Regions from separate parts of the Rattus norvegicus genome. Here region 1 is linked to region 2. A link is a contact called in public Hi-C data. All regions are on one chromosome and are shown on one strand. The core of a region is the stretch at or near the end of the contact, and the rest is flanking DNA. Distances in the headings are between cores, read along the strand shown. Region 1 holds the start of Slc35f5 (solute carrier family 35, member F5). Region 2 holds the start of Actr3 (actin related protein 3).

The links. A called contact is a pair of places that touch in the nucleus more often than the background predicts.
Region 1: a contact with region 2 is called in a Hi-C map of liver, with 2.8 times the contacts expected there. The contact joins the promoter of Slc35f5 here to the promoter of Actr3 in region 2. A contact is called at or near these places in 10 of 12 Hi-C or Micro-C datasets (the A7r5 cell line, the Rat2 cell line, Schwann cells and 6 more) and 1 of 1 datasets of contacts at active chromatin or transcription factors (oligodendrocytes).

What each region holds. Positions count from the first base shown.
Region 1 is chr13:39,543,172-39,548,933 of GRCr8, reverse strand. Slc35f5 (solute carrier family 35, member F5) reads right to left here and starts at 3,738. Exons shown (of 16, transcript NM_001105950.1): 1 at 3,477-3,738; 2 at 2,385-2,475; 3 at 2,129-2,270. The coding sequence starts at 3,516.
Region 2 is chr13:39,392,770-39,399,166 of GRCr8, reverse strand. Actr3 (actin related protein 3) reads left to right here and starts at 2,658. Exons shown (of 12, transcript NM_031068.1): 1 at 2,658-2,786. The coding sequence starts at 2,743. LOC102554198 (a long non-coding RNA gene) reads right to left here and starts at 2,237. Exons shown (of 5, transcript XR_010056987.1): 1 at 1,933-2,237.

The DNA.
Region 1 (5,762 bases), core at 2,489-4,988, 150 kb before region 2:
AGCAATCATTTTTCACTAAAGCATCTTATATGTTTAAAAACTAATTTCTTTCCTAGCTCTTTTGAGGTATAGCCACAGAAGAGAACTGCAGCTCTATACGTGGGATACTCATATAGTCTCAGCACTTAAGAGGAAACCTGGACTAAATGGTGAGCTCCAGACCAGCCTGGGTTACACAGGGAGAACCTAAAATACTAAAAACTGAATATGCAGAAAGCACCCTAAAATATGCATTCTGTGTACAATATAATGCTTCATTAACTTTTCTAACTTTTAGACATATATTGCTAAATTATAATTTAATCTACTGCTTCCAAGTTCTAAATCCTTCCTTTGGGCAGGAGTAGGGCAGGAGTCAGGGTGACAGAGTCTCACTGCAAGCAGGAGCTCACAATATAGACCAAGCTCACTATGTGGGAACTCAGAGAGATCTGCCAGCCTCTGCCTCCTGAGCACTGGGATCTAAAGGTGTGCCTAGCCTTGTTCTAAAGCTTTTTTTTTTTTTTTTTGAGAAGCAATTTTTTAATGCTACAAAATTTAAAAGTTAGTTTTAGGATCCCAATAACACTAAAGAGATTTCTCTGAAACAAAATTATGGAACATTAATCTAAAAGGAGAGTACAGAAAAGTTTTCAAGTAAAAAAAAAAAAGTGTCTGTGGTATTCCAGAGCCAAATCTCAGAAGGGCAAAAACTTACTTGCTCTCTAGATAAAACCTCAACTATTGACTTAGCTGCAGCGTGAGATCCAGGATATCAAACAGCCTGTTCTGACATTTAAAGCCATTTTATAAACATTAAGTTTCCTCGTAGATATTTCCTTATGACTGCAATATGTGAACCCTAAGTGATTAATTCTGAAAATAAAAGTAGTTGTGATAGCCAGATGGCTCAGTAGGTAATGGTCCTTGCTGCCAACCCTAACAACATGAGTTTGAGCCCTGGATCCACATAGTAGAAGGAGAAAAAAGACTTCCACAAGTTGTCCTCTGAACAAACAAAAAGAACCTAAAATACATATTCTGTGTGCAACATACTTCAGTAACTTTTCTAACCTTTAGATATATATTGCTAAATTGTAATTTACAGCTTCTGTGTTCTAAATCCTTGGCACGTGTGAGCACACATACACTCTAAGTAAATAAGCAAATAAATAAGTAAATGTGATAAAAAGTATAAACAACAAATTATCTTCTTACAAAGATCATTAGCCAAAAAGAAGTATACAAATCAGAAGTAAAATTAGCTTATAAACTCACAGTATCACACTACTACAAACGAGGGATCAATTAACAAAAAGCTTAATGGAGCGAATCATATGCTGTGCTTTTGATAAACATGTGACTCAGCAAGCACACAGATGTGGCTTCACCAGCGTACGCATGTGGATCACGGTGACTTGTACATGAAAAATCTGATGGCTCGTGTTTACTTTTCCAAAAATAGCTTCTTTTTCAAATTAGCAAGAATCTACTAAGCTAAATGCCCAGACTATACTTTCTACTGGCCCTCAATGTTCATAAAAAACAGTATTTATGAAGAAATAAATTCAATATTGACTAAAAACAAAACCACCTTTGTGTAATTAGAAAATATATTCTGTGATATGTTCTCTACAAATGTGAGAAAGCTGCAGGTAGGACTGTAGAAATGGCTCCATGGTCCACAGAGCTTAGTGTTCCTTCAGAGTTCAGTCCCCAGTACCCATGCCGGGTGGCTCACAATTGCGTTTGAGTTCCAAGGACCCAGATCAGATGCCCCCTTCTGGCCTCTACAGGAACATGTACACACATCTGCATATATACAGACACACACACACACACACACACACACACACAAAGAGAGAGAGAGAGAGAGAGAGAGAGAGAGAGAGAGAGAGAGAGAGCGCTTTTGTAACTTCAGGAAAGAACAAAAGCATCATGTCAATTTTTACTTGAAATGACATTAATTCAGTACCAAAGAAAAACAAAGAATTCAACAATGTTTAAAATACTGGTGTTAGACGCATGAGGCACTAACAGAGAAATACTACAGCTTGACACTACTTGTCATCCTACGTCATTAGCAACGTTACTACAGGTGAGCGTTAATTCTACCACAGTGCAATACCATTGGTGGAGAAATACATACTGAGGTGAGTTCTGAGGACGCCACCCATATCACATCAACCAGCAGGAGAATCACTATCCCCAGGGCCATTCGCCTGCGCTGACTGAAGCCACTGCTCTGGGAATTCACACGGTTCATGATAAACACATAAACCATTTGCAGTCTGTTAATTTAGAAAACACAGATCTCATTAGAGTCTCTTTGAGAAGAACCCACATAAAAATTAGAAAGCCAGGGCAAGGAAACAGGAGACATTTGGATGAAGTGTACGATTTACCTTGTGGCGAGGGCTTCTCTGAGATCCTCAAATGCAATGCGGGCAAAGCGAGCAGATACCTGTCTAAATGGAGGTGAAGAGCTCAGCCCACCTAAAACAGCACCACGGAAATAACGCTTAGGAAAAGTTCAAGTATAAAGCAGCATCTTTTCCACTCTTCACCTTCAAAGACTATCAAAATGTGTTCAACAGAAGCCACACTCTGGGCATGGAACTCAGTAGTGTAATGCTTGCTTGCCTAGTTAGCACGCATGAGTTCTTGGGTTCCATCCCAACCACTTCCCAAACTGGGCACAGAGGCACACATCTATAAATTCTAGCACTTGGGAAGTAGGGGAACGGCAGAATCAGAAGATCAAAGTCAGAATACAGGGTGAGGTCAAGGCCAACATGGGTCACATGAGACCAGATCATAAAATAACAAAAAAAAAAAAAAAAAAAAAAAAAAAGAAACCCAGGCTGGAGGTGTAGTTCAGTTGGTAGAGCGAATGGAGATAGCCCTGAGGTCAATGGAACCAGTGCATAAAACAGGGGTGCCGGTGCTTCTTTAAGGCAGAAGATATGATTTTGAGACCAGTCTCAGATACATAACACCTGTCCCAACCTGACAACCCCAGCTCTCCCAAAAGAAAAAATTATACTTAAAAGAAGTCCTGGGTACCAGGAGGGTTAAAAAAAAAAAAAAAACATTCCATATATGGCACACTAAAGAGAGCCATAAACATATCCTCGAAGTCTCACAAACAGAACTCTCTAGATCCTCTCTTCAGGACATCCGCCCTGGCAGTCTAGACACGCGCGCGTGCATCAAAAGTGTCCTTACCCCCCATCTCCAGGGGATTCGGCTCGCTGACAGGAAGTGATGTGCGAGGTTCCACTCCCCTCATGTGAGGACCAAGATCATCCTCGCTCCCCACACGCCCAGTCACTACACCCTGGCTGCAGTATGAGAGGACAACAGAAAACAGCTGGGACAGGGAAATCGCCTCTTGGTGAGGAAAAGACGTGAGGAAAACCGAGCCTCTTGCCTTGTGAGGGGTGAGAGGACTCTGACCCGTCCTCCATGGCCGCGGTCGCCGGCCCACCGCCTACCTGGCCTTCCTGCCCCTCGATGGAGTCGTGGCGGCACCATGAGCGGCCCCGGCCCGGCCCGCCGCCCAGCGCCGCCGCCTCACACCGCACGCACAGACCCCAGCATCCTGCCGCACAGCAGACCCAATCTCAGTCACCGCGCTACCCCTCGGCTTAGGGCCGCGGCTGTCAGGCAGGCCAGCACTCGGCCCCACTGAGGGGAGTGACCCAGGCCACCCGACCGACGGCGCTGGCAGCGAAAGTCCTGGAGGCCCGGATTGCGGCCGCGGCCCAGGCCCCGCCCCCGGTCGGTCAGCCAGCCAGGCCACGCCCATTGCTGGCCAAACAAGCCCATCCCACGGCTGGCCAACAGGCAGGCCCCGCCCCCTGTCCGTCAGTCAAACAGGCTCCACCTCCCGACCAGCGACAACCTGGACCCGCCCCCGACCAATTAGCTAAGCAATGCTGCGAGATCCCAGGCAAGCTCTTTCCCTGGATAGCGAACCTGGCCGCACAGCCTGGTAGACAGGAACCTCTCCAGGCACCCTGGACCCCATCCTGGAGACTCTAGGCCCCCAGCTTGTCCACCAACTAGGTGACATCCTCCCCATCACTGAGTCAACCACTCAGTTGTCAGTTCGTCCATCCGGGCTCCTCCCCCAGTTGACAATCCCTACCCTAAACCCGAGTAGTCAGCCCAGAGCCCGGCCCCCGGAGAGCCTGGCAGGCCCCGCCCCTGCCCAGCAAGCTCCTGTGGCCCCGCCCTCTGGCCTCAAGATTGAAGGCGCGCGGGTTACGTCACGCTGGGCGCCACTTCTGGCCGGCGCAGGGCTAGTCAACCGGTTGATGTTGCGGTAGTGTGGACTCCAGCTGCTAACTGGCTTCTGGCTTGGAGTCACGTTGGTGGCGCGAAGGGGAAGAGAAGGGAAGAAAGCGAAGGGAGGAGGGTGGGGGTATGTAGGACAGGGAGAGCCCAGCCGTGGAAAGGCTGCCAGACTTCACCCCAGCCCCGCCCTGAAGCGAAAGCTGACTGCACATTTTCCTCCAAAGTTTAGGCAAGCATTTTCCAGTAGCTCTTTCTAAAAACAGTCAGTGTAGCTTGGCACCCGTTGGATTCCTAGATCGTTTTTGTCCTTAAACTAGAGCTTCATTCTTGCAGTTAGTAGTTGTCTAGGCCAAGTTACTCATCTCTCTGGCCCTCACTGTATTTTAACCCATAAAAAAAAATAGCATAAAATGTTGTGAGTGCCTCGGGTGTATGTTTACATCAGGTCAAACAGAAAGGAATCAAATCAACCTGTGACAAATTAAGACCCCCCACAGATGCTAGCCTGACTAAAGTATGGGGTTTTAAGTTTATTGAAGCTCGCATAAAATAGAAGTTCGCCAGCATCCTGATTTATATTTAGAAAACACAAGACTTAAGGCTTCTGTGGCCAGAATTGCATTGTTAGCATTTTTATCAAAGGAGGCAAAGAAATAATTTTGGGTTTTGCTCATGTAATCACAGTGTGGTCCATCCTTTCTCTTTTAACTCTTTGTCTACATAGTCTAATGACAAAAAGTAACATGAACATTTTGTGATCTGGTCAGATTTAAAAGAAAGACACACACACACACACACACATACACACACACACACACACACACACACACACACACACACACACACACACACACCTGGCATCGAACACTTCCAGTCATTGAGAAACCCACTGCTGGAACAGGAGAAATGACTCTGTGGGCAAAAGTCCTTGCTGTGAAAGCGGGAGGTCCTGGTTTCAGATCCCTATCACCCCAGTAAAAAGTTCGGCTTGATCATGTGTACATTTGTAATCCCAGCACTGTGAGAGACAGAACTGGGAAGATCTGTCTTGCTGGTTGCCAGACACTTCAGGTTTAGTAAGAGACCCTTGTCACAGGTGTAAGAGGGTAAGTGACAGAGCTCCCTAATTAGAGACCTAATACTCTCTCACCTCCATCCATATACTCCTGCACACAAACAAATACAATTTGCTTGGCCATTCAGTTAAGAACAAATGATTAAACACTTTAGTGGTTTGAATATGTTTGGCCCAGGAAGTGACACTATTTGGAGGTGTGGCCTTGGAGTGGGTGTGTCACTGTGGGCATGGGCTTTAAGACCCTCTTCCTAGCTGCCTGGAAGTCAGTATTCTCCTAGCAGCCTTCAGATGAAGATGTAGAACTCAGCTCATGTACCATGCCTGCCTGGATGCTGTCATGCTCCCTCCTTGATGATAATGGACTGAATCTCTGAACCTGTAAGCCAGCCCCAATTAAATGTTG
Region 2 (6,397 bases), core at 1,409-3,908:
TCCTTTCCTCTGTTTCTTAAGATCTGTGGCCGAACCACTTATGCTGTTCAAGTGTGACTGCTCCGCTGTTTTCCAACCCTTCACCCGTTCCTCACAGTTCTCAGCATTTTTTGTGATTCCTAATACAATCTGTTTTTCTACTCATGGGCAGAACTCTGAGATCACACCTCTTATCTATACTTTGCCCCACTATATTAAGGGTCAGTATAGTCTCTGCCATACAGAGCAGGTGAGAAATATTTTTCTGTCAAATTATTAACAATAATAAGTGGAAAGTCAATATTTTACCCCCTCGGGTCAGTTTGCCACCTGATAACATAATATTCTGTATTGAATAAACACATCCTTTCTTAATGTATTATTATTGTCTTATATTAGCAAACCTAGATTAGCCTGTTCAAAATATGTTCTCCAGTGCAGTATGGCACAGAGGTAACGGGGGTGACCAAACACTTCTGGATGAGTTCTGAGGCCTGCTCTTCAGAAAGGAATTTATGTCTAGTATGCTAAACCTGTCCAAAAGGCCCAGGGCTTAGGAGGTCACAGGCTGTATAGGGAAACCTGTTGCCCTACTCAATAGACCTTCTAAACATTGATATTTCTACACAGAGACTGGAGCTGTCCTTGGGTGGAGAAGTTTCTCTTTGCATTAGTTAGCAGTTAAAGCAGATACAAACCTGGCCTGAGTGCTGAGGTCTAAGTGACTACTGAATGCTCAGCCTTATATGGTCCATCTGTATCGACCTTCACCACTACACAAAGCTGAGGGAGCATGGAGGAGGGGGTGGGGAGAATAGAAGAACCAGAAGATGCTGTCTTCTGGACGTGACACAGATTTTGCAGGTATGACATTGCAGTTACCGTCACCTTAAGATCAAGCCAAGATCAGTCAGTGTTTCAACAGACCAGACTGATGGGATGCAGTGGATTACATAAAACTAAATAAAAAAAAAAAACAAAACACACACACACAAAACAGAGGGGGCATGAAGGAAGGAGGAGGAGTAAAAGGACAATGATGAGGAAGAATACATTGGGATATCCAGGGGAGCTAGAGAGAGGGTTCTGGGAAAATTCAGTCAAGATACAGTGTTTACATGCATGGAAATGCTAAAGAATAAATAAAAGACAAGTCTGTTGGGGAGGAAAGCTGTTAACTTTCCAGGTTCCTGCTGATGAGAAAGTAAATTCTCAGGTTCTACTGCACATTGATTTTTGCATAATCCCCTGAGATATGACCTAGCAAAGCACTTTACACTTTCTACATTACTCTGATGTATTCAAGTTTTTAAAAGTATTGCCTTTTAAGTCTGTAATGTAAAAAACACATATCTTTTTCTTTCTTTTTTTTTTTTTTTTTTTTTTACTAGAAAAAGTTTCAAGCTAACAGTATTACACAGAAGGAAATCCATTATCACTCCAACCTGAATAGAGGCCAGGTACCTGCACAGAGTCTATAATGTAGAACACAACCTCTGGGAGGCTGGCCTTTCTTAAAGGCCTGAGACAATCTCACTACTCTTGGAGGAAGTTTATCATCACCCCAAAACCCAAATAAAGGCCATCTGTGCAGGCTATGTAGAACCTCTGGGAAGCTTATTTTTTTATTTTTATTGTTTTACATTTTCGTGTGAGGGGGAGAACGTGTGCAAACTCAAAGAACAACTTGTGGGGGTCTTTTCATTCCTTCCAGCGTGTGCACCTCCAGGGATCAAACTCAGGTTAGTGAGTGCAAGCACCTTTACCTGATCCAACACTTGCCTTCCTTGATGACACAGAGGAATCCCCAAACCCTGGAGAAGGTGGGTTTGTTGTTACTGTTTAACCTAACGTCTTGGATCCTTGCCTTCTTAAAGGCAGAGGCCCACCATTTGGGTGAGCTTTGAAACTACAATGTAATAGTATAACTGACGTAAATCTCAGGACACAAACCTTTGTTCATCTCTTTTCTGACTGCACACCTAGAGCGATCATAGGGGCATGCTGCTGACCACGTTTCCCCACAGTAGAGAAGCCTTCTGTTCATTCCTCAAGTTAGCAGAGAAGAAACACACACACACACCACTACCAAAAGCCAGCTTCATAATTAAGTAACTGCCTGACTTCTCGGCTTTCACCGGCCAGAAAATGTGAAGTGGAATATTAGCAAGTTGGAACCGGAGCCTCGACCCACAGCTGCACACCACTGCGCATGTGCAGCCGCTTCGGAAAGCATTAATGCTTAGCTTGGCTACTGGGTTTCTAGCTATCTGAAAACCCAAAGTGGAGTTTCTGGTTATCTGGAAGGGAGCCGAGGCCCGGCGGTCGCACATTACAGCGCGCGCGCGCACTCGCCCCTCCCACCCGGAACCGGAAGTGGGAGCGATCGCGGCCTGGGGCCTGGCCTGGCCGGGGCGTCGGCAGCGGCGGCCATCTTGGCTACCCGCGGAAAGGCAGTGTGAGGGGAAGAAGTTGTAGGGTGGGGGCGGGAGTGAGGAGGAGGAGGAGGGCCGAGAGCGGAGGGGTGGAGGAGGAGGCCGCGGCGGGGCAGGGCGGGGACAGCCTGCCGGCCGGCCAGCCTGCTGGGCTTGCGGAAGTACTAGCCTACTGCTCACTCGCTACTGCTCGGGCTTCCCACAGCTCCCTCCCTTCCTCCCTCAGGACCGAGGGCGGCCCAGGCCAGTGCATGGTCAGCTAGCTCACATCTCTATCCCCGGCCTCTTAGCAGCACGGAACGGACGGCAGCGGCGGGCGAGGAGGAAGATGGCGGGACGGCTGCCGGCCTGTGTGGTGGACTGTGGCACGGGGTACGGCGGGTCTTCTGGGTGGGGAAACTGAGTCTGGGGACAGCCGGAGGAGGGAGATGAATGGGGTGAGCCGGCCAGACTGGCGACGGGTGGTGCCGGGAGCCTCCCTGGTTCGGTCGCTTCAGCCTTCTGGGACGAAGATCTTTTCAGGCCCTTCCCTTCTGGGAAGGCCGTCTGGCCCACCTGGCTTTCCTTTCCCATCTCTCCTCTTCCTGCCTGTGAACTAGGGGACTCTCAGGGAATCTCCAGGCGTAGGACCAAGGGAAAAAAGAGAAGCGCTCCTTGCGGGTTTTGCAAGATCGCGGTGACAACCCTCAATCTCTAGGGCGTGTGGGTGGGGAGAGCGGAGAACCGGGCTGTGAAAATGGGAAGCTAGAATGGGGGCTTTTGCAGAGGACCCACGCGCCGCCTCTTTTCCGCCCACACCCATTCTTAGCCATCTCCCACTACCCATTGAACCAAGTCAGTTCCAGCGAGGAGGATCTCATGGGGTTATTGCTCTTGCCTCAAAAAAAGTCCCTTAGTGAGCAAGCGCGCTGCAACTTCCTTAGTTTTGTCAAAGCCGCTTCCTGCTTTCCGTCTTTTATAGCCTTATAAGGTAGTTTTTCGTCTCCAACGTTAACACGTCTTATTAGAACTTTCAAAATTAAGCAGGTTGCATAAAGAGTAGATTATGAGTGCTAGGTATCAGTGTGTTTGAACTAAAAAAAATGTTCTTGTGTCCATGGAGGGAGATAATGGGGAGGAGAAGGGACGCACCCTGGAACCTAAACATTCAGTTTGGTTTGTGACTGTGTCTTGAAAGCTGAAAGGAGATAGAAAGGAATGTGTTTGATTAAAGCAATTGTTTCTGATAGTAGTGTGGTTGGCTAAAGTGACTTTTAAAGTTGTAGGTTTGTATTAATGAACCTAGTCAAGAGTTAGAACTTGCTCTGTGTGGTGACCTAGAGAGACGACTACATTTTTTACGCTGTACGTTGCAATACTTGGTGGAGGAAGAGGCCTGTCTGATCTCGAATCCCCCAAACACATAAGTGGTTTTGAGGACAGTTGCCAACCTTTTTCCTCTTATTCACCCTACCACAGTTATTTAAAGGATGCCTCTTCCACGACATTAGTTAGTTTGTATAAATCCCTCCCATCTTAACTCTCTGCCTTTACATGTAATTGTTAGGCAGCCGGAAACAACAAAACACTTAATTTTTTATTTCTTGGAAAACACTAGTTTAGCCTTGGAATTTCTATGTATTTTCTTAGTTGACATCGTATTAAAGTTAGATTTTTTCAATCCGGTCTCACCCTCTTGAAGTGTTTATATATGTATATTTAAGTTTATCTTTTCGTAGTTTAATTGATGAGTACTTGGATGTTAGAGGGATTTTAAAAATTAGAATTGGCTAGCGTGAATAGGATTTTTCAAGTGTATTTTATTGAAGTGACAGATAGTGCTATGTAGTGCTTCATGCTTTAGAAATCACTGTCAGTAAAGCCACATAGTCATTGATCACTGTATAAATAATGCCGTAGCAGCTTAAGGAGGATGCGTCTTTAATCTTTTTATGTATTTATTTTCCTCTTTTGAAATGCAGTTTTGGTTATTTTTGAATAAGTAGTAATTGGTATCTCATTGAACTTAGCTGTCCTTAAGTGACCTTTTTTTCTGAAAGGGCAACCTTGAATTAAAAACACATTTGGAGTGACCAGGAGAAGTGATACAACTTATACCTAGGCTATTTCTGTCTAATATCTCAATTACTAAACCATTACATTGCTATATTGTATATTGATCTCACCTTACAAAGAGAGGTTAGCTGTATATTCATTTATGATATGGGTGAAACTGATTAAAGTCACTTTCTCTATTCAGTGTTTTTACCTTTGCTCACAGTCTGAATTTCCCAATTTGTAGTTTTCTTTATTTTGCTTCTGAAGGTTTTGGGTGTGTCATCCTCTCCCCTGCCAATCCCACCAGTTGGCTCTACTAGACAGCAGTTTAGAGACTCTCACCTTGAGCTTTATTAGAAAAGTCCTTTCTCAGCGCCCAAGATAAATAGCATGTCCAAAAATGACTAGCAGGGAGTTTTACATCTGAAATAACTGTTTCCCAAATGCAAAATGTACCCCTTTAATTTGTACACCCTCCTCCCCCAGTCAATGCACTCACCTCTTAGGTCTCCACAATTACTCTTCTAGAGTAAGTGGACCATTTATAGGTTGTCCATCCCATTTCATTAAAGAATTTAGGCAAAAAGTGGTAGTGTGTTAAACTTGATGGCAGGCTTACAAGCTGTAAATGTTAGGACACATGAGATTTAATTCTAGAACTTTAAATTAAGAATCCTACAGCATAATTCATCATCACCACCTAGGTTGAGGTCATGAAGTATTTTTCAAATACTTAAGGAATTAAGAAAGAAATACTTCCTTCATATCTGTATCACCAGGTCAACATACCTTTTTGGTCCCTATTGGCCAAGTATTGTAGAATAAAGTTCTTGTTCAGAGACAAAGATGTAGGGCTTGGAAATGTAGCTAGGAAAAGTGCCTCATTCTCATGCACAAGGCCTGCTTCAGACCCCAGTCAAACAGGCTGGAGAGCCATCTCCAACGAGAAAAGCAAGTTTTAAAGCTTCAAAAGGATGTAATGCTCCTGTAATAAAGTTATCCTAAGATAGTTTCAGTCTGCCTGTTTCACTCATTTTTCTATTAGGGCTTTTCTTTGCTCGATGTGTTTTGTTTTTACTCAGAAACTGCTTTGGTGGCTTATTTCCACTGATTAAGTAATAGTTAATATACAGTCTTAGTTTACAAGCCTCGGATATATTTATATACATTACAGAATTTCTCAGATCTACCTTTTTTTTTTAAAGCAGTCTTCCAACTGTAAGCCCAAATCATTTTGTTTGCTTTGGTGAAAGTAGATCTATATAACATCCTGTGGCCAGGTCCTAGAAGTTAAAGACAAGGATGAGTTTGAGAGCAGTGGAAGCCATGGATGAATGAAGGCATACTTGAGAAACTTGACATTCTTGCTTGGATTCTCTTCATAATGTGTTATGAAGTATCGAAGGCAGGAGCATTCATACTATCTTGATAACACATTCATTACAATTCTTCTGGTTGATAGCTTGTGTTTGGAGCAGCAGACATGCTGCTTTTGGGAAGCCGAAGTCCTAAGTCCAGTTGAAGTACGCATCGCATGCTGACTCTGCCATGCTTTGTTAGTGACCTTTAAGTTTATTGTTAAACACAGTTTAGAATTTTTATTTTCAAGATTAGAGTGGAAAGGCTGGCCACTGGTGAACCTGATGGCCAGGATTTTAACTTGTTCTATCTTATTTAACTTGTGACAGCTTTTTTTTTTTTTTTTAAGTTAGTTAGTTAGTAGCTGGTGGACTTGGTGCTTGAACTTAGTTCTGTATTTAGGCCTGTAGGGTTCCTTGAGCCTCCTTTCAGAAAACTGTACATCACTCTGTTAGTGAAATTAATCCAGCTTAATTCTTGCTTACAGTACTATTGCAAAAATAATCCTACCCTATGAATTCGATTCAATTAACTGGTGAAATTTTTTTTTTTTTGTCTTTCTTGAGGTTTATTTTTTTCCCTGAAGA